Regions from separate parts of the Mus musculus genome. Here all the other regions are linked to region 2. The links are chromatin contacts, called in public Hi-C, promoter capture Hi-C and targeted proximity ligation maps. All regions are on one chromosome and are shown on one strand. The core of a region is the stretch at or near the end of the contact, and the rest is flanking DNA. Distances in the headings are between cores, read along the strand shown. Region 1 holds the start of Ptar1 (protein prenyltransferase alpha subunit repeat containing 1). Region 2 holds the start of Zfand5 (zinc finger, AN1-type domain 5). Region 3 holds the start of Apba1 (amyloid beta (A4) precursor protein binding, family A, member 1). Region 4 holds the start of D030056L22Rik (RIKEN cDNA D030056L22 gene). Region 5 holds the start of Rorb (RAR-related orphan receptor beta). Region 6 holds the start of Ostf1 (osteoclast stimulating factor 1). Region 7 holds the start of Carnmt1 (carnosine N-methyltransferase 1).

Region 1 (3,205 bases), core at 394-2,893, 2.4 Mb after region 2:
TCTTGAGTTCTGTAGATTGTATTCTGGGTATTCTATATGTTTTTTGGCTAATAACCACTTATTAGTGAGTATATACCATGCATATCCTTCTGGGCCTGAGTTACCTCACTCAGAATGATATTTTGTAGTTCCATCCATTTGCCTGCAAACCTCATAATGTCCTTGTTCTTAATAGTTGAGTTGTACTCCATTGTGTAAATGAACATTTTCTGTATCCATTCTTCCATTGTGGGACATCTGGGTTGTTTCCAGCTTCTGGCTCTCACAAATAAGGCTGCTATGAACATAGTGGAGCATGTGCCCCTGTGGCATGGTGGGGCATCTTTTGGGTATATGCCCAAGAGTGGTATAGCTGGGTCTTTAGGTAGACCTATTTCCAATTTTCCGAGGAACCTCCAGTAGCATATTACTTTTTAAAAAAATGTAAAAGATGTGTGTGCGTGTATGTTCCCACAGAAGCCAGAAGAGGATGTTGGATCATCTGGAGCTGGGGTTACAGGTGGTTGTGGTTGCTAAAAACAAGTGTACTTCATTGCTAAGCCATCTCTCCAGCCCCTGGTATCACTCTTCGACAGGACTCTTGAACTTGCTCTTGGTCTAGGGATGCAACACACCCCATTTGTCTCACTGCTTCTCCCAGAGCTTGTCAGAGTCTTTTAGGGTCTTAATCAGGTCTGTTTTGCTTTCCACAAGTTTGTAGACTGTCTCTTGTTTCTTCACCAGGATCAGGACCAACCACAGTTTGCTTTTCAGAGATCCAAGTTTCAAATAGCCCAGCCAAAGATAACCTTGAATGTCACCTCCTGTTTTTACCTCCCAAGATCACAGCCACGCACTACCTTGCCAGGGCCAAAAACCAAAAATTAAAAAGATACAGACTTCAAGCATCAGAGAAGGAGGAAGAGGAGGAGGAGGACGGGGAGGAGGAGGAGGAGGAGGAGGGAGAGGAGGAGGAGGAGGAGGAGGAGGAGGAGGAGGAGACACCATCACCAGTTAGAGGCAGTCAGAACTTTGTACTTAGAAGGGACAAATAAACCTGATATATAAAAATAAAAATTTTAATTACAACACTTTTAAAATCCAAATGGAACAGAGCAATCTTATAATTTGTGGAGCAAGAGAGGTCAGGAACAATTGTCAAAGCCTTTATTTTATTTTATACTCCAAATTAACGTAGTGATCACGAAATGTATCAAAAATGCTAAAAGTACAGAAGTACAGTGGGTTACTTTTGTTTTTAACCTTATCCCCGAGATCTGAAGGGTTCTTTCTCCTGTACTTTCTTTCCTTTGCTTACTACATTACAAGATCTAACTAAACGCGCTACTTTACACTTCATGCATAAAGTAGCACAGGCGTGCAAAAGGAGGTCAGCAACCCGCCTCCTCCCCGGGTGGGCCGGTGAAGCGGGCCTGGTGCAGCCATCCGGAGGTCCCTGGGTAAAGGCCACTCTGGGACACGGCTGCTCGGAGAAGTGCGGGGGAAGCCTCCTTCCTCCACGCCTAGTGAACCAAAACTCCACCAAAAGCCACCGAGCTCGAAGAGCCGGCCCAACCCAGCGGTGCTGCGGCCCTCCCTGACCCGGAAGTGCTCGGCGGCCTCGGCGAGAACGCGCCTGAGCCAGCGCGCGCGCGCGCCCCCGCGGAACTCCCGCCGGCGGCTGGGCTCTGCCGGAGGCGCGCCCGATCGCGGCGGCCGCCAACATGGCCGAGTCGAACGAGGAGGTGGCGGTGCTGGTGCAGAGGGTGGTGAAGGACATCACCAACGCCTTCCGAAGGAACCCGCACATGTGAGTGGCGCGCCCTGCGCCGCCGGGGTCGTCGGGGGCGGCTCGGGGCCGCGCTCTAGTCCACTCGCCGGGGCCGCTCGGGGCCCACGCGCGCTTCCGACAGGCGGAGCGCGGCTGGGACTGTCGCGCCGAGCCGGCTGGCCGTTACCAAGACGCGTGGCGGGGCAGTGCCGGGGAGCGACCTCCGAGAGCCACGTCGGAGCGTGGAGTTTTCTGCCCTGCGCGACGCGTCCCGGGAGTTGTGGCAACTCTTCTCCCCGCCGCCCTCCGCCGGGATGCGCTTGCCCCGCGGGCCACTACCGTGGGTCTCTGTGTCTTGGAGGCGACTCTCGGTTGCATCCAGTGCGTGGCTATAGAGGATTATCCACCCCATCATACTCCCTACAGCCCCCTTTCGGGTTAACTAAAGGTGATTGGAAGCTGCCTTTGACTTTTCGACTCGCTTGTCACAAAATTGCAAAGCGAGTCGGATGTAACAATTTTTGAAGGTGACCTGAGTGGATCTTATAAAGCTGTTGCAAACTGGATACTTTTTTTTTATTAGTAGCGCGTCCGAAGTTACAGACGAGCATCTTAAGGCATTCTTACCTAGCATTGTTGCCTTCTAAAAGTTCACTCCTGAACTGATACATATATTATCTCTTTCTCCTCCCTTTCCATTTTATTTGTTACTCTCTAGGAAGATACTCTTAAGATTGTATTTTTCTTTTCCTGATACTCTCCCTTTAACGAATGGAAAGGAAGCTACTAAAGAGTTACCTACATCAGTATACAAAAGAATAAGAAGCCAGAATGTAGCCCATTCCTGGGGAAACAAACATGAAGTCCGGTTTTGTATTATTTTCTCATTGGTTATACAATTTATTTTTAATATTTTAATTTTTTTTACTAAAACACATGAATTATTTTTACGCATTCTAGCCTCCTTAGCTTTTCCACTAAATGAAAGGCCAAACACTTTAATCAAGTGTTCTTTTCCTCCAAGATGATCTCAGAAAAGAATTTAGAAGTCCTCAGATGGCCTGCTTTCTTCTCTCAATTAAGGACTTAAAACTGTACTTCCTTCAAGACAAAAGACTACTGGCCTCTAAACATACCTGCCAGCCCCGACAGCCCCTAAGTCGTCCTCCTTTCCTCTTTTGACTGCTGACTTTTTTCCCCAATGAGTGTTTGGAGTGATTTCCTGGCAGTAGCCATAGTGGCTGCTGGGCCTTTTAAGGAATGCTTTGATGTCTTGTGTGTCTGTCTTTGAGGCCCTTTTTGAGAATTCCAGCTGCAGAGCAAGTAAAAGACACATCCTTTGGGGGGGGGGGGGAAGCTGGGCAAGTGAGAAGGTTCATTTTTTAATCACTGGTGTCATTTTCTAAAACATTGTAACAAAGGTTAGACATTTAATATCGTGATCACTCCAGTTTC
Region 2 (3,531 bases), core at 478-2,977:
CACAAAGAGACCATCTCAAAACAAACCAAACTCTCTCTTTAATAAGCTTATCAGAACAGCTCCTAGTAGAGACGGCTGGAGCTGAGGCTTCTCTTTCTTTCTTAAAACTCTTGTCACACTGCATACAATTTTATCTGTTTGTTTATGTGTCAATATTACCATGTGGTCACCATAAATGCATTAATACATGTAGACAATATACTGATTTTAAATTACTCGGATTTGTATTACTTGTCAATTTTAACTTACACTATTGATAAGTTTTGTTAGCATCAACAGCTTGATTTTAAAATGACTTTGTTGTTTAAATTGGACAAGATAAATTATAAAGCTCTTCTTTTTAAAATGGAAGAATAAAAAGAGACAGACAATAAGGTATGCTCTATTTAAAAAAAATCTCTGAAGTTATTTTTATCCTCATAATTACGGTTTCCATTAGTCTCTAGCGCTTCAGGCAAGAGCATCCTTCATCATGACTGCCTTACCCTGACAAATGGACAGGGAGGGCATTTTTCTCAGTAAACTGCTGTGATAAATAAGGAGACCCTAAATGAAAAATAGATGACACTGAAATGGCTGGTAAATGGTAGCAGTTAGTTTTATTATTTACTAGTTTACAGAAATAAATCCCAAAGATCCTAGGACAAATGACCCAAACTAAGTCTGAAATACATTACTTGACCATAGCAATATAACCCCGAAATAGGTTTTTAAAATGTATTATGTACCGGTTAGTCCACTTGCTGTGCAGGGAGCAGTTAGATTTGGAGCATCAGGGCAGCACCCCTCCCCCACACTACTTCCACAATATCACAAATACAAAATCTAGAAATGAGGTTCGTGTGTCCCAGTCAAGGCCAACCCTAGGGTACCTTAGAGATAGGCCTAGGGTTTTTAAATACCCGAAATGAAGGACCCTAAGTGCATAAATGCCGTTAAGGTAGCCCTTCAAGGCCTACGGTTCTTAAATACCCGAAGTGAAGGACCCTAAGTGCATATTTGTAGCTAAGGTAGTAGCCCTTATGGATTTCGGCAGAGACATTTTGTGACCAGAACCCACGGAGAGACCAGCAGAAAGCTTCTTCTGTTCGTGCTCTGGGCAGGTACCCAGCACCTTGCCCTTGCCTGGGGTCCGGCTTGTTTGTCCCTCTTGCTCCATCTCATCAGGCTTGTCAGGGTTCTCCGTGCTTCACTGGAATAGTAAATTTCCAGGGGTTTCTATAGGCTGGCTTAACAGTTCAGAACGGCGGCGCGGGGCTGGGGCTGGTGGGCGGTCCTAGCTCAGAGCTGGCAGCGCACCGCGACCTTGGGCGGTGGCAGGCGGAGCTGCGGCGACACCCGGAACCCTGCCAGCCTCCTCCGGGCCGTGCCTTCCCGTCCCGCGGGGAGGGGACCCCGGCGGAGCTGGGGACGAAGCGTGAGAAACTGGGCTGGTGTGGGTGGCTGAGGGCGGACAATAGGGTTAAAAATAGAAGCGCTGCCTCCGTGGACCCGCCGCAGCAGCTCCACCCAGGGCCCCGCGGGCCGGAGGGTGACTGGGCGACGGTGACCGCAGCCTCCGGACTCGCCCCGCCCCCAAGTGCGGCCCCGCCCCCGGCTAGTGCCTGCAGGTCAGGGGCGGGGCCTCGTCCCGCGACGTCATCGCGCCGCGGGCGTGCCGACCGGGTTTTCGCTGACGCACAGGCCCCGCCCCCGCCGCCCTTTCCCTCAGATCCCGAGCGCCGGTCAGAGCCAGAGCGTCAGTCGTCGGGATCGCTGAGCGGTGTGCATCTGGTCAGGCGTCCGCTCGCTGCCCGGAGTCGCGCAGAGTCTCTGGCGAACGCGGAAGCCCGAAGAGCGCAGTCCTCGGGCCCCGTCGGCGCTCAGGCCTCTCCGCGCGCCTCCTCACTCGGCCGGGACGTCGCTGTGGAGGCGTGAGGTGCCGGCGGCCGGGCGCCTGGAGCGGCGCTAGCCCCGCGGCCTGCGGTTCTTCTCCTCCCCCGCCGCCCTCCCACCCGAGCTGCGGCGGGGCTCGGCCGCCTCGGCGCTTCTGCACGAACAAAGGAGGCCTCCGCGGCGCCAGCGCAGCTCCGCCTGCGCTCCGCTCCGCTCCGGCCCGCGGCGGCCGCTAGCCAGCCCTTCCCGGAGGCCTCAGCCCGGCCCACCGCCCGGCGTCGCGCGCCAGCTCGCTAGTGCATCCGGGCCCCCGCAGGGTAAGTGGCGCGAGCCGGGACGGCGCGGGGGCGGGAGCACGCCCGATCGGCGAGCACAAAGACGGGCCCGGCCGGGCCAGCGGGCTGGACGGGACAATGCCCGGCGTGCCGCGGCGCCGGGTGCCGGCCGGCCGACCGACCGACAGGATAGACAATGGCAGAGGCGGCTACTGCCGCGCCTGGCTCCCTGCACAGCCGAGTTGTTCCGGCGAGGGACCGTCGAGTGCATGACTCAGTGGTTTTTGGAGCAGGCCCTACCGGGCTTCCCGGAGCGCGGCCTGCGCTGCGAGGGGGGTGGGGGGCCTCTGGGTCCCGAACTCGGTCGAAATCGCTGGAACCGGGACTGACGGCTCTTCTCCCGGAGGGTTTTTAGTTTTTTCCAATGCGGTTAAGCTTCTCCCTCAAAATCCTTTGCATGGAAGCAAGTCGAGCGCCTCTCCCTTTGTTTCTTTCCTACGTGAACATTTGTGAAGTTGACATTTTGCTTGCTTTCCGTGCACTCCGTGTAGTTGTATTCTGAGGGAAGGTATTATAAGCTAACTGTCGATTGGAGCTGCCTAAGAATATTACCTGAGATAATTAGAAGAAAATAATATATAGGTCAGAGCCTCCTTTCTTAAAATCGGTATTTAGTAATCAAGGGAATAGTAAGATAGTAATTAATTTTATCTTATTTTGATTTTTTTAGGTGAGATTTCATTATTCAACTGCTGAAAATATTTCACTTTTACATTTCAAGTTTGTTTTTGAAGTGTCTCGCCCCAAAATAAGGGATTTCTTTTAGTTGTTCTAAATTGTTTTGTGGCTGGAACCGGTATTAAGTATGGAAAGAAGCTCTTAGAAAAAAAAAACTATTTGACTGTTTGGCAGAGGTGTCTGAAATCTGGAGACTAAGGACTTGCACAAGGTCAGGCTTAGTAGCACATTAGAGTTTAGAGTTCGGGTCTGACCTCGAGGTTAGGGAGTGATCTTGCCATTTTGAACCATTGCCATTTTGAACCATGGTATGCACCTGAAACAGCTATTCCATACTTTAAAAGAAAACTTCATTCATTTCAGATTTTGAGTTGGAAAATCATTTTTAGTCCAGTGAGGTTTGTTTTAAGCTATGAGCTAAGAAAGAAAAAGCGTGAATTTAAACAAAACAGAGCATTCTAGCTATGCGGGAAAGGGTTTATGGATGACAAAGTTTTTAACAACTTGTTTTGCACCACCCCCGCCCCAGCCCCAATGTAAGGACAATACAGTATATCTAAACTAACAAAAACCCTATAGTTATAGTAACTGTAAAGAGTATTTGTGCTTCCATTCTTTCTCCTACTTATTGTGCCTACTTACT
Region 3 (3,440 bases), core at 398-2,897, 2.5 Mb after region 2:
CCTGGTCTTGCTGGATCAATCTCAACTCTCATCACTCTCCAGTGTGTGTGTGTGTGTGTGTGTGCCTGAAGAAGTCAACGTTATGGCTGCTGCCTGCCTGCTTAAGGCATCTGGGCTTCAGTCCTGCCTAGGGGGCTCTGATACCTTTCCTTCCTCTAACTGGTCTCCTGGAAAGGCTTTTTCCTCAGGCAGTCCAGGGAACATCAGATACCCCTGCACCTTGGCAGTTGGAAAGTTCACAGTTGTTCTCTGATGTGTAGTTTTCCCAGGGTGCTATGAATTCTGGAGGGACGAGGACCCTATCTGGCTTTCACCAGAGAGGGTAGTTTTACTGACAAGATGAATAGGGAATGACTGTCACAAGAAAAACAACAATGGCCCTTATTTCTAGTATATGTTTAAGTTTTATGAAAAGATACTGGGGGGACAGGAGAAGCTATACTTTTCTTTGTCAAAGCCAAGAAACTAATTACGAAGTAGAATGCAGAAATTCATGTGAATTTTAAGGCTAAACAAGAATTCTAGGATGCCTCGGGCTACACCCGTAGATATTTCTGGAGATACTGTGCTTAATATGGAAATACTGTATAATGATAGATTTATCTCTCCCTAGGTCAGATAAGGAAGGCTTGTCTTCATTTCACTAGATGAGAATATGCATACTAAGACGGACTTGAAAATTATAAGGTTTCGGGGGAATATGACCCTTAATTTTTAAATTGAGAACTCTGTCCCAAAGAGGGGGGAGGATGTAGCTATGGAATCGCCTATTACAGATGGAGCTGGCGCCTGAACCCAGGCGCCTGAACCCAGCCCCGCCCTCGCCCCTCCACTCCCACCCCGCCGCCGCCCAGGGGCCAGTCCACCTTTTCATTAAGTCACAACACCTGCTACCTGGTCCCTAGTGCTCAGGGTCCCCACCCTCCAGAGAACCTAATCATATACCAGGCGAATTGCCTCTGCACGTCTGGAAGACTCTTTTAAGCTCCTAGCAACGGGCATCGAGAAACCAAGTGGACCATTTCCCGACCCCGCCTTCCAGACGCTTTCTGGGTGGGGCGGGTTGGGCAGCGCCCCCAGTGGGCGGCCAGACAGACGCCCAGCTTGTTCCTCTCAAGCTCACGCGGGCGCCCCCTCGCGGCCACTCGAGGAGCGCAGCGCCGCATTGCAAGCTCCAAGCTTTTTCTTGGCTTTCAGGCCCGGGAAGCGGGAAAACTGCGTGTCACTAAGCAAGAGGACACGGGCAGCCGTCCACGCGGCAGTGTGTCCTAAGCGTGACCAGAGCCCATTCGCAGAGACGGGGCCGGGGATGAGCGTTAGGGACCTGGGACAGAGGACCGTGGAGGTCCCCCTGTGTCCCCGCGGGAGGCAGCCACGTAGTCCATTCCAGGCTCTCGGCCACGAGAGGGAGGGACTCGCGCACAGCTACGGCGACGGCTGTGGACCCCTCGCACGCTCACGCGCGCCCGAGCTGGACTGTCGCGTCGGGCCCGCGCCGCGCGCGCGCACGCGGGTGGGCGTGGGAGGCAGGGGCGCTGCTGCACGCGGCGTGCGCGCGCTCCCCCCGCCGTCAGTCGCAGCCGCCCGGCCCCGGCGCGCGTCACGAGGGCGAGCGGGCGGCGAGCAGGGGGTGGGGCCGCGGCCGGAGGGGCCCGAGCGGCTGCCGAGCTAGAGCCGGAGGAGCGGGGCGCGGGCGGCTGCGGTCCCGGTGGCGGCGGGGGAAGATGGTGGCGCTGGAGGCGGGAGCAGCTGGAGAGCAGCTTTATTCCCAGGCTTGGCACGGTCGCTGTCACTAGCGCCGCCTGCTCCCGCGGGCCCGCGGACCCAGCTGTCAGGCAAGGTACCACCGCCAGGGCGGGCTGGGTGAGTGCCGGGCGCCCGACGCCCCGGACGGAGCTCGGGTCCTTTTGGAGGGATGATCCCGGGAGCTAGGGGTGAAGCGTGGAACAATAGTGCGGATGAACAGGGACGGCAGGCGACATCCAGGGAGGCAGTGCTTGGAGCTAGCGAGGCGGGGGAAGGGTGTGTACTAGAGAGATGCCAGGCGTCCGGTGCGCGCTGAGATACCCGGCTTTGGGAAGAGCGGGCCTGATGACAGTCACGGAAGGAGTGTGTGTGTGTGTGTGTGTGTGTGTGTGTGTGTGATAGCAGAGGGGATGGAGGTGGCAGATCCGAAGTGTAGGGGGAGATGACATTTCCAGGAATCCCCGCTAGGATCCCTCCTCTCTGGCTGACTGATGATGGAAACCGTGAGGTGGGCAGGATGCACTTGGTGTGTGAAGTGTGGAGGGGAGGCAGTAGGGTAAGGCCGGGTTTGTAAAATCCCGTGTAAGAGTGAGTGTTTAGCGTGCAATTGGATCCACGCTCTCAAAACTGCGCCCCACATCCAGCGATCTGCTTTTCCTGACTTGATGCCGCCAGCTAACACTGTGGGACAGTATTGGTTATTTTGACCCTGCAAGTCTAAGAACAGTTTCTGTTCTGCTACTGTTCTTGGGTGGCTGGGTGTACGGATTCTCGCTTCCCCTTTCCCTAACGTCCTAACACGGGGATGTGGAAGTGAGCGGTTGCTTTGAGGCACATGGCAGCAAACCAGGATAATGGTTACACCTTTTGAGACAGCTGGTGTCCCTGGCTCTGAAGGGCGCTTTCTTTGGCACTTCACAGCCTCTCATTGACTGCCTGACTCTGCAATTTCTATTGTTTATCTCTTGTCTAACCCCAAGAAGAGGGTGTTTAATGGTCATCTTCCTCTCCCGTTCCCACAACTTTTATCACCAGACTCCCTTCCATATATAAGTACTGAAAACCTTCTAGCTGAAGATTGGATAGTCTTTGCAATGATTCTTTTAGAATAAACTCTTGAGGTGTGTAAAGAAGGTGGGGGCTTTAAAAATACAAGAACAAGATTGAAAGGGAAGTAAAAAAAAAAAAAACAAGGAAAAAAAAAAGAGTGCCCCAACATGCATTCTCTTGGGTGTTTTTCCGTGGGAAATGGGATGCTAGTGACAGCCACTCTCCCGGCTTTCACAATGGTTAGAAGGTCCATTTAGGAACTGAAATTTCCCGAGACCCATGGATATAAGATCTCCAGTCAGTGAAGTCCCCGATTTCCTTCCCAGGACAGCTCACTCGTAGGAAATTTGGCAAATGTTTGGCTCTCCAATGATGTCTAGGAACCAAGACAGAGAAAAAGCACGCAGAGTCTATAGATGCTTAAATTTCTCTGCGTAATAAAGATAGGGTTGCGTAGAGAGGGAAAGCACTAGAGATGGCATATCCGTATGCGTGTCCACTGCCGCCTGGTTCCCTGGAGTCTGTATTTCTCCTGCAATATCCATAGGAGTGAATGCACCTTTATGATAATAGCCCAGTACTTTACTGATGTCATATGATTGGATTCACCTGCTTGGGACATATTTTAGTTATAATACCTTAAA
Region 4 (3,364 bases), core at 600-3,099, 2.6 Mb before region 2:
TTGCTGATGAGGATGCAAAATAATAATAATAATAATAATAATAATAATAATAATAATAATAATAAACAACCTCTGGTGCTATAAAAAGCATTCAGAAAAACACTTTGTAATAAATCTGTACAACGCATTTTTGAACAATGCTCTTAGCATTTATAGATTTTGTTTTTCAAGACAGGGTCTCTCTGTGTAGCCGTGACTATCCTGGAACTAGATCTGTAGACCAGACTGGCCAAGAACTCACAGACTGCCTCTGCCTCCCGAGTGCTAGGACTAAAGGTTTTCCAAACCACTTTTAAGATAAAGCTTTTAAGGCGATGCACTCTCATGTCTTCGCAGGCGCATGTGTATGTATGGCAAAATGCCACGTCTAAAAATAAGCAGCGTATTGTATGTCAGCTAGATCTTAGTATATCTTAAAATATTAGCAAATCCAAAAAAGCATCTTAGAAATACAGATAAGTGAGTGGACTGAGGGGGAAATTACAAAGAAGTAGTAATTCATGGTCCGAAACAAGACTACTTGGGGACAGGAAAGAGAAACGGGACAGTGAAGAGGCACACAGATGCTCTTTCCCTTCTGAAGCCAGGCAGGGACACTTGCGTGTTACGGTCATTTTAGCTATGCATATGCTTTATACTACCTTGTGTACATAATGCTAAGTATCACAAGGAATGAGGGGCGGGGTGGGGGGAGGGCAGCAAGATTCTGGAGAACAGAAGGAACACACCTGCCCATGTTGTATTCTATTGTGTTGGAACATGGTCTCCGCACAACAAATCATCTGTGTCACTAGTGTGAAAATGGCAATGGCGAATTTATCATTTGTTCCAGGTGGAAGAATTACCAAGTGCAAACAGGAAATGGAGCGATCAAACAGAACTTTCTGTACACTACCGATAACGCTGTTTGTGCTTGTTGGTTATTTGCTGTCCTCCCACCAATGCAAACCGTGATGGGTTTGTTTGAGCCAGTATTTTAGTCTTTCGGTAAAAGCAAAAAGTAACTCAAGGATAGAGATCTTGCCTCCCATGCCCAAGGCCGTAGGTTCAATCCCCAGTGCTGGAAGGAAGTTTCTCTGTGTAGATGGCTTACAACTACATCTAGAGATATTTAAGCATGCACATGGCGCATATTCATAAATACACCCATACACAGTACCTATCAGCTAAAACAGCTCTACCATGCCCTAGAAAGAATGTTTCTCCGGAGCGTTGATGGGCTTGGTTTCTTTTTGTTTGTTTTGTTTTTTCCTTAGTTTTGTTTGGTTACTGCGTTTTCTCCTTATCCTTGCAGCACTGGGGATAGAATCTAAGGCCTTGGGCATGGTAGGCAAGCACCCTATCCTTTAGTTACTTTTTGCTTTTTACCAAAAAAAAAAAAAAAAAAAAAAGTACGGACTTATTTCTGCCACGGTTTACATTTTTCTGCCAAGACACCACCCACTGGAGAGGTCCTGGAACCTGCAGGCCGCTGCGGGCTAAGCAGACACTTCCGCCGCCCCAGGATCGCAGCACAGAGGAAAGGGCCCCAGCGCACTTGCCGCTGGGACCTCTGAGGCCGCGGAGTCTTTCGGCCGCTCCTGCCCGAGTCCTCGCTTGGGGACCGAGAGGCGCACACACAGGGGAATGCGAACAACCGTGCAAGTCAAAAGAAGGCCGCCAGGGGGTAGCGGCCTCCTTCCATCCACATCCCCATGCCCCGCCCCCTCAGAGGGCGCACTTCCGGCCGCAAGGGCGCTCGGGAACGCGAACCGCGAGCCTCCACCAACCAGCGGCTGTGCTGGATGGGCGCAGGTGCGCGCGCATCACGGCGCAGGTTCGAAACTCCGGCGCTGCGCGGTGGCTCCCCCACAACGTCTCGTCCGCCCTCGGGACAGCCGAGCTCTGCGCTGCCCTTCGCCCTCCGCCCGCCGCCCGCGCGACCCTCGTCCCTGGCCCATGGCCAAGCGGCGTGCGGCTGAGCCGCTCACGTTCCGCGTGCCTTGGAAGCGGCTCCTGCTCAGCGACTTCCCCGAGGAGCCGCCGCTCTGGGTCCCGCCGTCTGGGACGGCTCGGCCCCTCAAGCGCCAGGGGGACGCGGGGATCATGGCGGAGCCTGCGTCTGCGCCCCGCAAGCGACGCGGCGGCGGGGACGACAGACAGGAGCTGCAGGGCTGTAGCCGGGAGCCCGGAGAGCCACCTCCTGGCGAGCAGGAGGAACCCCGGGCCGCGGGCGGCGGCGACAGAGTAGAAAGCGCGGGCAGCCCGCAGGTAGCCGACGGGGTGCACAGCCAGGTAGGTCCGCTACTCACTAGCCCGGAGCTCGGTGCCAGGCCGCGGAAGTCGGGCCATCGAGTGGGCCAGACGGGCTGGACCCTAGAGGGTCAGCTCAGTGACCAACGGGAGAGAGGCGTTTAATTTGATGGGGAATGCTGTAGAACTTCTAGCATGCTTTCCAGTAGCATTCATCAGAGGACCTGTTAACTCCTAATGTTCAGTGCTGTGAGAATGGATTGTTGGACTCACTGTCCTCTCCGCTGCTTTGTTTTGGTAGCCGCTAGCCATGTGATCAGACAGAATACACTAGAAATATAACTTGACCAAACTTATGTGTTTTAAGTGTAAGAAGAGTAGGAGCGCCAAATATGTTTTAAGATAAAGGGTCGGGTTCTGAACTGTGTTACACACGAAGCAACTTGCCGCATATTGGGTGTACTGTTTGTTAATTTTATTTTTAGACACGTGACTAGAAAACTTAAAGTGAGTGTTTTGCTTTTTCAGACAGGGTTTATCTATGTGTAGCCCTGGCTGTCCTGGAACTCACTCTGTAGACCAGGCTGGCCTTGAACTCAGAAATCCGCCTGCCACTGCCTCCCAAGTGCTGGGATTAAAGGCGTGGGCCACCACTGCCCGGCCTTCGAGTGAGTTATAACCCATACTATATATGTATCGCACAGCATTGGCCCGACTTAGGGACTCAAGAGCCTTCTTTAAAGCAGTTCTTGCATAAGTTGGTGGAGCATGAGGTGAAGAAGCAAGGGTGATTCTTAGAGCTCGCCAAACTCAGCCACCTTGGCATGCGTCTGCTCAGTGTCCTTTTCTAGTTATTTTATAACAAAGTTGATAAGATAACGGAAATTTTCTCTTCGTGTAGCCCTGGCTGTCCTGGACCAGGCTGGCCTCGAACCCAGAGATCCACATTTCCTCTTGCCTTTCGAGTGCTGAGATTAAAGGCGTTCAGGGAGATTATCTTTCAATACTACACTCACTGTTTTTAGGTGAAAGTTACTGGTTTCTTAAGCAGAAGTATTGGATGTAACTGCAGGCACCCTAGCTTTATGTGCACAGGTGATGAGAGAGACTGACTGGCCAAGGGGAGCGAGCG
Region 5 (3,172 bases), core at 431-2,930, 2.2 Mb before region 2:
ACGCAATACATCAAAGAAGAGAAGCTTGGATTTAGGGGCTGGGTGTCCAGACATACTCAGATGTCCAAGTTAGGAGGGCACCCGGTGGTGGCCTCTTTAAGAAAAGAAGAAATTGTGCCCCACTGTAAAGTGAGAAAGCAAGAAACTTGTACCACTGAGATCTACAAACTGACTCCTCATGCCCTCTGGCCAGCTGCTCAGGTAGCTCCCAGTTTTGGAGTCAGAGCAGGAGACTGAGCTCTGTCTTCCCTGAGGGCCACTTGTCCCTGAGATAGCACCAACATTGACAGTGGTGGTTCTATCCAGAAGGTGCACTTAGTATTAGCTTCTATTTTGGTCCTTTATCCCACAAAAGAGCTTGAGACCCTGTTTTCTCCGATGTGAGTAGTATGGCCTTCACTCTCCAGAACTTTCTCCTACCAACTTTTTTTTTGGGGGGGGGAGTGTTAGGGCGAGAGGGGGGTCGGCCTATCCAGAGTGAAGCAGAACGGGGAAGAGGGGACCCAAGGAAGGTCCAGACGTAAGCATCTGCTTCCCGGTTCTCGGGAGCATACCGTGTTTACTATTTCTAGAAAGAGACGCGCTTATAGACTGCTCCTGCATCTGGCAGCCTGGGCCAGTGTGATCCCCACTTATGCCAGGGAGTTCACCTATGGCTAGCGACCACGGCGGGATGCGAGCTGCCAGCCTCTTCTACCCAAAGTCACCCGACTTCCTGCTCTCTATCCCGTGTCCTGTGGCGCACCGGAGAGCGACGCGCAGAAAAGATTCAAATCCAGAACTGGGAGGCGCGATTAGCACTGTCCTGGTCTCCAAAAAATGCGCCCTTCAGCGTCCTGCCAAAATCCCCGAGCCTTCCACACCTTCCCACAACTTTCCAAGCCCAGGCCATTTGCAGTCCCACCTGCGAACCGAACTCGGGGAGCCTCGAGTAGCCAATCTCTCTTCCCTTGGGCCGAGAGCTCTCCCCTCCCCCAAAGCTCCCGGTCTAGCTAGAGTTGTCCTGCTCTGGGCGCCCGCCCGCGGGCTCGCTTACCTCGCATGATGTGGCCGCTGTCCTGCTCCGCGTAGTCATGAAGCTCCCAGCCCGAACCCCAGAGAACCCAAAAATTCCGCTCAGCACGAGGGAAGAAGGCGGTCGGCGAAGAGCTGCTCCGCTGAGAGAAGCATCCCTTTAGGCAGATGTCGTGGCCACAGGGTGACGGTGGCCGCCGCCGCTAAGCTAACAGTTTTGATGCTGTTGCTGATGACTGTTTCTGATGGCTGTTTGTTTGTTTTCAGGCAGAGTGGAAAAAAAATGTCCTAGCTGCTGGTGCCTGGGTTTTGTTTTGCTTTTGTTTGTTTGTTTGTTTCTTTTTTTCTTTCTCTCCAATGTGCTTGCTTTAAAAAAAAAAAATGCCACCGCCTCGGGGCTCGGAGATTTCTTTTGTGATCACTTAGACTGAGGAGGAGGAGGAGGGCAGCGGCAGGAGGAGGAGTTGGTGGTGGTTTTGTTAGTTACAAAGAAGAGGGAGAATTATCAAGGGGGAAAAAAAGGAAACAGAAAAGAAAGAAAGGCGGCATGGATTGCAGAGCATGTGCGTTTTCACATGACATCTGTGCCTGTTAGCGGATCCACAATGTGAATTTTCACTGTTCAGTTGCAGAGACGAAGGGAGCGAGAGAGAAAGAGGAGAGAGGTGGAGAGAGCGAGCGCAGAAGAGGCTTATACGCGAGGGCGGGTTTGGCCGGACTTCCTGGCCCCGCCTCCTGTCAGCACCATGGCCAATCAGCGTCCCGCAGCGCGTGGAGAGTCTGGGGAGGCGGGGGAGGGGACGCTCTTGGGGACAGGGGGCGGGGCTAGGGACTCTGGCGTCCCAGGATGTGCGGACCCAGACTGGGAATTAGAGAAGGTCCTATCTGAGGTCTGATCTGGGCCAAGCTTAGCGCGCCCTGGAGAGTGAGGCAGATGTGAGAGTGACGTTCACTTCTGACTCCAGTAATTAGAAAGGGACACTGGTCAGTCAGGTCTTTGGAGGGAAGAGTCTAGGCGAACCGCTGGGCTGCACTCTCATTCCCTCTTACTGCAAGAGTCCCAAAAGAGTTTTGTACACTACGACAGCGCTTTGAAGCGTCCCTGTTCCATAATGCAGGCTCCTCTGGCAGAGTGTTTACCTTGTCAGACGCTTCTGCTGTAGCGGTAGACTACAAAACCACACCCCTCTAGTTCTGTGCAGCTTCTTTTAAAGACTGTTCAAATGCTCCCCACCCCTCACTCTAACTTTAACTAACTAATGCTGAGCCTCAGGTCCTCCCTTCCTCCCCTCCTCTCTCTCCCTTCCCTTTCTCTCTTCTTCCTTTCTCAGTAGTCCCAGGTTCCTTTGCCAAGGACAAGGGTTTCTTTAGCATTTGGAAACCCTTTGACCCTGGTTGCAGGACTTAAGGACAGGCTCATTTGCCTTTTTATTTGTCACTTTAGTGACGGGACACTTGGCAGAGAGCCTAGACTAGAAGGCAAGACTGTGTGGTTCTGTTCAGTTGGTGAAGGTTTAAAGAGCAAGACTCTTGGCTAGTAGCTCCCCAGAGACACCTGCTTAGGAGAGTTTGGTACTAAAACGAAGGTCATGAGACTGCATTCTTTACAAGAAATTTGTCATCTATTGACAATTTACCTGTATTCTGAAAGAGAAAACAAAACAAAATGAAGCACAGGTATCCAAACTTGTTCTTTTTTTGGCATGGTTTCATTCTTTGTAGATGAAACAAACACACACTATAGAAGCATGGCATCGATTTCCTTCCGTGTAGTTAGGTACTGCTTGGAAACTTTGGTGAATTGAGCATCATGAGACAGGAAGTGCAAAAGTTTGCTTGATCATTTTGAAAGCACAGAGACAGGACTCCGTGTCACAGTCATTCTAAAAGTGAGCCTCCCCAACATTCTCCATACCCAAATAACTCGACTTTTTTTTTTTTTTGCCAGTATTTATTCATGCTGCTTTGGGTAATATGTAATAATATGTAATATGTTGTAGAATTTGGAGTCCTTCAGTCCTCTGTACACTGAACACCATCAACTAGTTGTCTCACCAATAAGAATTGTATTAATTCCCGAATCTTCTGTCAGTGTTTAACCAAAACAGTTCGGCTGTGGGCAGTTCCATTTGCGTGTAATTTAGGAACATGTTGTGGA
Region 6 (3,500 bases), core at 910-3,409, 2.6 Mb before region 2:
GGAATGCCCAGCTTCTTTGGAGACCTTCATCCCCGTGACTTGCCAAGGGAAGAAAGCACAGTACACCTGCTGTACCCTAACCAGGGGTGTTCAGCATGGCTGTGCATAAAGCAGTCTGGCTGGGGGCCAGAAACCTGGTTCTTTGAGATTCCTATCCAGTTGTAAAATATTCAGGGCTCCTCACACAGGAGCAAAGCACAAATCCTGGAGTCAAACATCTGAGTTGCACTCCTCTATGACCCATACATCACCACCCCATTGCTGAGAGGAGATGAGTTAACTTGTTGTGCCTACTCCCCCTGGACACTGGGAATAAAAAAACAGTTACTGACCTGGTAGGTTACTGAGAAGTGAATGAATTCAAACACGTATGTGTGACTAGACAAGCGCCTAGCACACAGTACATGTGGGACAGTATGAAAATAAAACTTTCTGTTTTCAAGTAAGCAAGCACAAAGCTTAAGTCCTACTGACACTAATATTTCTCATTATCCATTACTAGGTAAATAAACCGACTTTCATGGCAACTCTATGTTTGGGCCTCACTTATAAATCCAAAGTGAAGTCAAAGTTCTCTCTAAATAGTAAAAATGTTTAGCCATGTGTTTTCTGGTTTGCTGGAGAGGAAAAGGCAGAGATGTAAACAACAAAACTGGTTCCCAGAGCAAACCTCGACTTAGTAACAGGCTGGGTCCTAAACCACACCCAAGGGTGCATGAACACACAAGTTCACAATCACGTACACAGGGGCAGGCTCCTGCCAACACTCACAGACTCAACACTGACTTCACTTTTACTGTGTCTGGGGGAATGAAAAACTTCACGAACCGATTCTCGGCACATTCTTCAAAATCAAGAGCTTTGTTCAGCCATCAAAGAACTCAGCTTAGTTGGACCCTCGAGGTACTTACTGACTTACAGCAGAGTTTACAAAACTGCCACCTCATACATCCGCATCTAAATTGCAAATTGCAAACTTCTCAGATTTCACGTCGAGGGCAGCCTCAACCAGCACCCGCCCAGCCTCTGCTCAGGCCAAAGCCAGTCTGAGCCACTTCCTTCATATTCCGGCCCTACAGAATTTACGTCGACAGCGAATGCCTGTTTCACAAATATGTGTGCATTATTTTCAAAGTCAGGGGCTTGATGCTGCCACAAAAGAAGGAAACTGGATAATTATTGAAGTTGAAGTGACTGTCACTTTAGTAAAACAAACAAACAAGCAAAGCAAAACCAATAAAACAACCTCAAGGGCAAAAAAAAAAAAAAAAAAAAATCACTGAAGCAGCAGCATAAGCAGCTATAAAAGTTGATGTAAATGGCTTTCAGCCTTTGTAATACCAAAGCTGCAGGAGATTAGGAAAAGGGGTCTGGGAATTCATCAAACATTCATCTCCCATTTTTTTACGATCCCTGTCAATTCCCTATCCAAATGAAAATTCCCACGAGTTTATTTAGTCTCGTTTCTCCATATCACAGAAAACACTCTAAGAACAACGTTTTTAAAAGTGAACCAGGAAGGGCGGTCAAGAAAACTGCTTTGAGGAACTTCGTACTCTCTCCAGTTTAGTTCGCGAGAGTCACCCTAAGCAAAAACACTAGGATGCATGACAGAGCGACACTGCCTAAAGCTAGGAGCCGAGAGGGTTGCAGCCCGGCTGTCCCGCTGGCAGCGCCCGAGCAGCTCTCCAAAGCTCCCGGGAGACCTCGGGTCCCTGGCCCGCTCCAGCCCGGGCGCAAACCCCACCCAGCCGCAGCGCACTTCCCGTTCGCCTGCCGGTCAAGAACTCCAACTTGACAGCGACAGGGCGAAATATGAGGAAGTGGCCGCGACCGAGGTGCTGCCACCACACCGCTAGAACGTCCTGGCGAGCCGTGTGGACAGAGTCCGAGGACGCTCCTCGGGAACTCGAGCACCGGGTCCCGCAGCCTGGAGACCCGCACGCGCAGCGCACACCACTCTTACCTGGTTTGACCGGTTTGGGAGGTGGCTTGGACATGGCGCTACACGGAGCGACCAGGCTCAGCCGCGGGAGCCCCACACGCACACGAGAACTGGGCGCCAAGCCTGCGCTGGCCGCGGCCGCTCCGGATCCGCGCGCAACCCGATGCGGGACACTCGGACCAGCGAGCTCCGCAGACAGCCCGGCCTTCCCACCAGGAAGTGGCCGCGCCTCGCCGGCTGCTGATTGGCTGCGGCGGGGAGCCCGGCCGAACCTCAGAGGTCCAGCCTGCTCCGGCACGCCGGAGCCCCGCCTTTCTCTTGGGGGAGGAGCTTTACAGTAGCCACGCCCTCAGGCCCTGCGTAGGGGAGGCTATGAAAGCGCAGTGGACTTCGCTGCCTAGGTGAGCACCGGGCAGTGGTAGGCATGAAACGCTCTTGAAGCTTGCTCTGCGACCCTGCTGGGAAGGATTCGAACCCGCTTCGGTGAGTACCCACTGCCTGCTGCGTACACACGGCGAGGCCTGGGAATCTTCAAGAGTCTCCTTCGCTGTATGTACCAGGAACCTGATCGTGTCTAGGGAAACCGCGGTGGGACTTAGATGCTCCTAAAAAGCAACTAGACACTGCTAGCTGTAGGAGACCCCACATTTGCTAGCTGGAGAATCGGGTCTTGATCCCCCACGGGACAGGACAGCTTTTTCTACAGCATCTGGTTAACAAACTCCAACCCACTTGCTGCCTGGCTTTTATAAAGACTTCTAACAGTGCTTTTGGCGTTTTTTAAATAGCTGAGACAAAAGCATAGTATTTTGTGGCACACGAAAGTTAGGGGAAACTTAGATTTCCGTGACCATAAAATTTTATTAGAACACAGCATGCTCGTTTGCTTATGCATTGGCTTTCTTATTACAATTTCAGAGTTGAATAGTTACCCGCGAAGTCAAAACTATACTACTGGCTGGTACTTTATACAAGTTGCCCAACACGAGAGTTTATGTTCACACATAAGTAAACTCACAATGTCACAGTCAATATTATATGCCTATTGTATATTAGGGGTAATAAAAATGAAAATACTGGTTATGTAAGAAACTACAGGGTCAGCACAATGGTCCAGCTGCCCCTGCTGCCAAACCTGATGAGCAGAGTTCAGCCTCTAGCACCCACACTTTGGAAAGAGAACTCCCAGGAGACCTATGACCTGAGCATGTGTTCTGTGGTGAACCATGGCATGCACCTGCCCACACACATGCACCGCAACCTAGATACAAATGTAAGAAAGCAACTTTTTAAAAAAGAACCTCCACAAAATGGACCTTCAACATGTCTATTGAAGGTTAATTTACGGGGAAAAAAGTGACTGAAACTTCAAGGGGCAAAGGTTAGCAGGAGCTTGGTCATGGCTATGCCCCCAGGCCTTGCTTACCAGGAACTCTACCTGTGGGGGATTTCTGCTTACCAAAAGGGTTCAAAGTTGAAATTAGTCCTATTCATGGGAGCGTATCCAGATAACTGTAGCCTGAACCTCACGGAAGTCCTGAAACCTGGGCCTTGA
Region 7 (3,375 bases), core at 492-2,991, 2.6 Mb before region 2:
TAGCCCTGTCTGTCCTGGAACTCACTTTGTAGACCACGATGGCCTCGAACTCAGAAATCCACCTGCCTCTGCCTCCCGAGTGCTGGGATTAAAGACCTGCGCCACCACGCCCGGGTGGTACAAGTCTTTAATCCCAGCACTCAGGAGACAGGAGCAGGTGGATCTCTGACTTTTTTGTCTGTTGTTTTTGTTTGGTTTTTCAAGACAGGATTTCTTTGTGTTGTCTTGGCTGCCCTGGAACTAGCTCTGTAGACTATGCTGGCCTTGAGCATACAGAGAGCTGCCTGCCTCTGCCTTCCCAAAATGCTGGGATTAAAGGTGAGCCATTACTGTCTGATGGGATCTCTTGAGTTTTAGGCCAGCCAGGAGTACATAGTGAGATTCTACACCTTCCCCCCCCCCCCCCCCCCCCCCGCCACACACACAGAGGGCGGGGGAGGGGGGGGAGAGAGAGAGAGACTGAAACACCATCCTCTAATTCCTCTGTTGGCACAGAGTGCTACCAGTCTCAGGTTTATGAGAGCATCTGTATGTATCCACTTTGACAAGACTGGAGTCCAGATGGGCAATCCCTGCTGAGGGCTCTACTTCCTGGGACATGGTATCCAGTTTTATGACAAGATACCAAGTGACAGGGCCATTGTTGAGAAGACCCTATTCACCTTATTTGGGGAGACAGGCACTGGCAAGAGGCAAGGGCTCAGAGCAGTGTTTGTAGAATTGGAACTCAGTCACGGATGAAGATCACACTAACGCCTACTGTCAGTTCTTCTGTTGTGAGGTGTCCACCAGAGAGGACTGTTCAGACATGGGTTTAAGCCAATGGAAAGCTCGATTAGCCGGCCATTGACGACACCGGATGTTCGGGATCCCAGTGTAGCAGTGAGCCTCTTGCAGGATGACCTTTATACACAAAAATTATGTTTTGGGTTGACACACTAAAGTTAGCAAGAACAGGTAGCCAGAAGCAGACGTCCAAGAGCTAAAAAGCAAGTACATTTACAGACTTCCCCGGAGCTATGGACTTTGATGGATTCAGCCTTTGTTTTACTTTGGCAGTGGTGCTGTCTGTGTGCTGAGTTTTACAGCCTTAACGGCACTTCATCATAGATTCAGGTGAGCTAAGGTCTCAGGGCCTTCTAAGATCTGGGGCTCTGCTACATTTCTATCTCGAGTAGCTCATCACAGGCGAGGAAGATGCTATGCTGCCAGTAACTATTCCCATAGCCATGACATCCTGAGCAAGGAGGTCACTGATGTCATTGTGGAGTGAATTTACAAGACGAGCGACCAGCTCACAAACCTTCAGGGCTTGCTTCTCAGTTTTCTGAAGGTTTGATTGGAAACACTGACTCTGGTTCATCTCCCAGCTAATGGAATGTCTTCTGATTCTGCAACTTGGACTTTTCCCTGAAGCACTCTTAATTGTGCCTTCATGGGTGCTTAAAGGGAATCCACTTAGAAAACGAGTTTCAAGGGCTAACTTAAGACCTTGCCTTTTTGAGTTTCTAAAGTTAAAACATTCAAAATCAATTCCTGAAAACCCACTTTTTCTTTCTCTTGCCCTTCCTTTCCAGCCTCAGAGCCCGTCCCACTCCAGCGGGCCAGATTCGTGGCCCCGCCCACTGGCTCTCATTGGTGCCTGCTGCTCTAGCACCGCCCCCAGCAAAGGAGCTCCTCCTCCAGCTGGCCCTAGACCCCGCCCTCTAAGCGTATTCGGACGTCAGCGCGTCGTAGCGGAAGCCCGGCAGCGAATGAACGCGGGCGGCCGCGGCCTTAGCCTGGTCGTCGGCGCGTGCGCGGGTCCCGAAACCCTGGCGGAGCGCAGCGCGAATGGAGGCCTGAGGGCGGCGGGGGCGGGGCGTGCCGCGAGCGGGGGCCTCGGCCGCGGCCGGCGCCGTCTAGAGGAGGCCCGGCCGTTCGCCACCACGCACTCGGGAGCCGGGAAGCGCAGGCGGGTCACGCCGTGGGCCGCGGCGGCGATGCAGCGACGACAGCGCGCTCCGCCCGCGTCTCAACCGGCCCAGGACGGCGGGCGAAGCGAGGACGTGGAGGTGCAGTTCTCCGCCGGGCGTTTGGGCTCGGCCGCGCCTGCGGGGCCCCCGGCGCGCGGCACCGCCGAGGACGAGGAGCGGCTGGAGCGCGAGCACTTCTGGAAGGTCATCAACGCGTTCCGCTACTACGGGTAAGGCGCGCCCGCCCGCCCGCACGCCGCAGTCTCGGGGCCCGCCTCGTGGCTGGTTCGCGGAGCCCGCGGTCACCTGCGCGCGGGCGGTCCCGTGGGGCTGCCTCCCACCTCACCCGGAGCCGCCGGAGCGAGTGTGCACTTTTTGTAGAGAACTGAACGGTGCTGCCGAGTGGCTCTGACCGGATGGTGGAGGGAGGAAGAGATCCCGGAGTTGCAAAATGTGCATCTTGGTAAGGAAAAAAGAGAGCGGGCACCGGAGCCGGCTTTATGTTCTTGTGGTCTGCGAGTAAGTACGGAATTCCTCTCGTGGGCTAGGCATGGTTGTGGGACTCTTCTGTAGGCTCTCCATTCGTATCGCAGCTTCCTAACTTCTACATATGGTCTGGATAGGTGTTCAGATAGCCCAATGAGAATGCCCAAGTACAGATCTGTTCGCGTCTTCGTGCACCCGGGGTTTTGGGCAAGGAGAGTTAGTACATTTATATCCGTAAGCGACACAGTCCACTGTGTTCTGAACCTGTGGTTAGAACCAGAGAGATGAGCGTGACCTCGTGTGCGGATCAAACCAACCTAGGTGGTACTCTGTTGCTATTTGTATTACAGTTGTTTATATATGTAACTCTTTGCCCAGGTCTGACTCCCATCGAGGGCAAGGACGAACCTTACTTTTATGGCACTGTGTTTGGCAATGCTGTTGAAGCTCTATTTTAAAAATAAAACATAGTGGCAAAAGAGGACACTCCCCCAACAGCCCTAATCAGTCTTGCGCGGTGGTTCTATTACTTTGTTACTGTTTTGAATTGAACAGTTATTTAGGATCTGATGGTTACAGAGTGTCAGGTATGGCAGGTGTGTGGAACCCAAGGCCTCAAGCTCTCAAGTTCTAGGCTCACAGGCAGTTCTTGAGTCAAAGACTTCGATGAAATAATTTCCTAATTGAACTCAGAAGTAGAGGGTATTTTCTGATAGTGCCACATTTTACTGTTGCAAAACATAGATTCTGGGAAACACCTTGGCATATAGTAGTAGGCTCGGTTAAACATATGTAATTATATTCAGTTTTAATATATTTGGAGCCTGAGATTCTATTATTAGTTATTGGATGGGCCATTGGTCTAGGGTAGAGGCCGTTTGACCTGGTCTTGAGTACTGCAGTATAGAAAAGGCTGCTTGCTGTGTGCATTTTC

Evidence for each region. Promoter capture Hi-C pulls out the DNA fragments that hold promoters and counts their contacts. A called contact is a pair of places that touch in the nucleus more often than the background predicts. Capture Hi-C pulls out chosen DNA fragments and counts their contacts.
Region 1: a Hi-C map of CD8 T cells shows a contact between it and region 2, with 6 times the contacts expected there. A contact is called at or near these places in 1 of 39 promoter capture datasets (pre-B cells), 1 of 484 Hi-C or Micro-C datasets (CD8 T cells) and 1 of 130 datasets of targeted methods (astrocytes).
Region 3: a promoter capture Hi-C map of pre-B cells shows a contact between it and region 2, with 4 times the contacts expected there. A contact is called at or near these places in 2 of 39 promoter capture datasets (the C10 cell line and pre-B cells).
Region 4: a contact with region 2 is called in a promoter capture Hi-C map of liver, with 4 times the contacts expected there. A contact is called at or near these places in 5 of 39 promoter capture datasets (the C10 cell line, cranial neural crest, hematopoietic stem and progenitor cells and 2 more), 5 of 130 datasets of targeted methods (astrocytes, embryonic forebrain, embryonic stem cells and 2 more) and 1 of 9 other capture datasets (liver).
Region 5: a contact with region 2 is called in a promoter capture Hi-C map of hippocampal neurons, with 4 times the contacts expected there. A contact is called at or near these places in 1 of 39 promoter capture datasets (hippocampal neurons) and 2 of 130 datasets of targeted methods (astrocytes and stem cell-derived neural progenitor cells).
Region 6: a Hi-C map of B cells shows a contact between it and region 2, with 7 read pairs. A contact is called at or near these places in 5 of 39 promoter capture datasets (the 3T3-L1 cell line, the C10 cell line, hippocampal neurons and 2 more), 1 of 484 Hi-C or Micro-C datasets (B cells) and 2 of 130 datasets of targeted methods (astrocytes and large pre-B cells).
Region 7: a contact with region 2 is called in a targeted proximity ligation map of extraembryonic endoderm stem cells, with 8 times the contacts expected there. A contact is called at or near these places in 4 of 39 promoter capture datasets (the 3T3-L1 cell line, the C10 cell line, cranial neural crest and 1 more) and 5 of 130 datasets of targeted methods (astrocytes, embryonic stem cells, extraembryonic endoderm stem cells and 1 more).

The regions. Positions count from the first base shown.
Region 1 is chr19:23,685,757-23,688,961 of GRCm38.p6, forward strand. It overlaps Ptar1 (protein prenyltransferase alpha subunit repeat containing 1), which reads left to right and starts at 1,644. Exons shown (of 7, transcript NM_028208.1): 1 at 1,644-1,789. The coding sequence starts at 1,704.
Region 2 is chr19:21,270,551-21,274,081 of GRCm38.p6, forward strand. It overlaps Zfand5 (zinc finger, AN1-type domain 5), which reads left to right and starts at 1,728. Exons shown (of 6, transcript NM_009551.5): 1 at 1,728-2,192. It overlaps LOC115489044 (atherin-like), which reads left to right and starts at 908. Exons shown (of 2, transcript XM_030251153.1): 1 at 908-940; 2 at 1,225-2,192. The coding sequence starts at 908. The coding sequence ends at 1,917.
Region 3 is chr19:23,757,229-23,760,668 of GRCm38.p6, forward strand. Apba1 (amyloid beta (A4) precursor protein binding, family A, member 1) reads left to right here and starts at 1,648. Exons shown (of 13, transcript NM_177034.3): 1 at 1,648-1,863.
Region 4 is chr19:18,711,386-18,714,749 of GRCm38.p6, forward strand. It overlaps D030056L22Rik (RIKEN cDNA D030056L22 gene), which reads left to right and starts at 1,850. Exons shown (of 2, transcript NM_001374130.1): 1 at 1,850-2,274. The coding sequence starts at 1,939.
Region 5 is chr19:19,109,516-19,112,687 of GRCm38.p6, forward strand. It overlaps Rorb (RAR-related orphan receptor beta), which reads right to left and starts at 1,681. Exons shown (of 10, transcript NM_001043354.2): 1 at 1,037-1,681. The coding sequence starts at 1,043.
Region 6 is chr19:18,629,654-18,633,153 of GRCm38.p6, forward strand. It overlaps Ostf1 (osteoclast stimulating factor 1), which reads right to left and starts at 2,160. Exons shown (of 10, transcript NM_017375.3): 1 at 1,967-2,160. The coding sequence starts at 2,000. It overlaps Nmrk1 (nicotinamide riboside kinase 1), which reads left to right and starts at 2,363. Exons shown (of 9, transcript NM_145497.2): 1 at 2,363-2,428.
Region 7 is chr19:18,669,018-18,672,392 of GRCm38.p6, forward strand. Carnmt1 (carnosine N-methyltransferase 1) reads left to right here and starts at 1,742. Exons shown (of 8, transcript NM_026120.5): 1 at 1,742-2,185. The coding sequence starts at 1,983.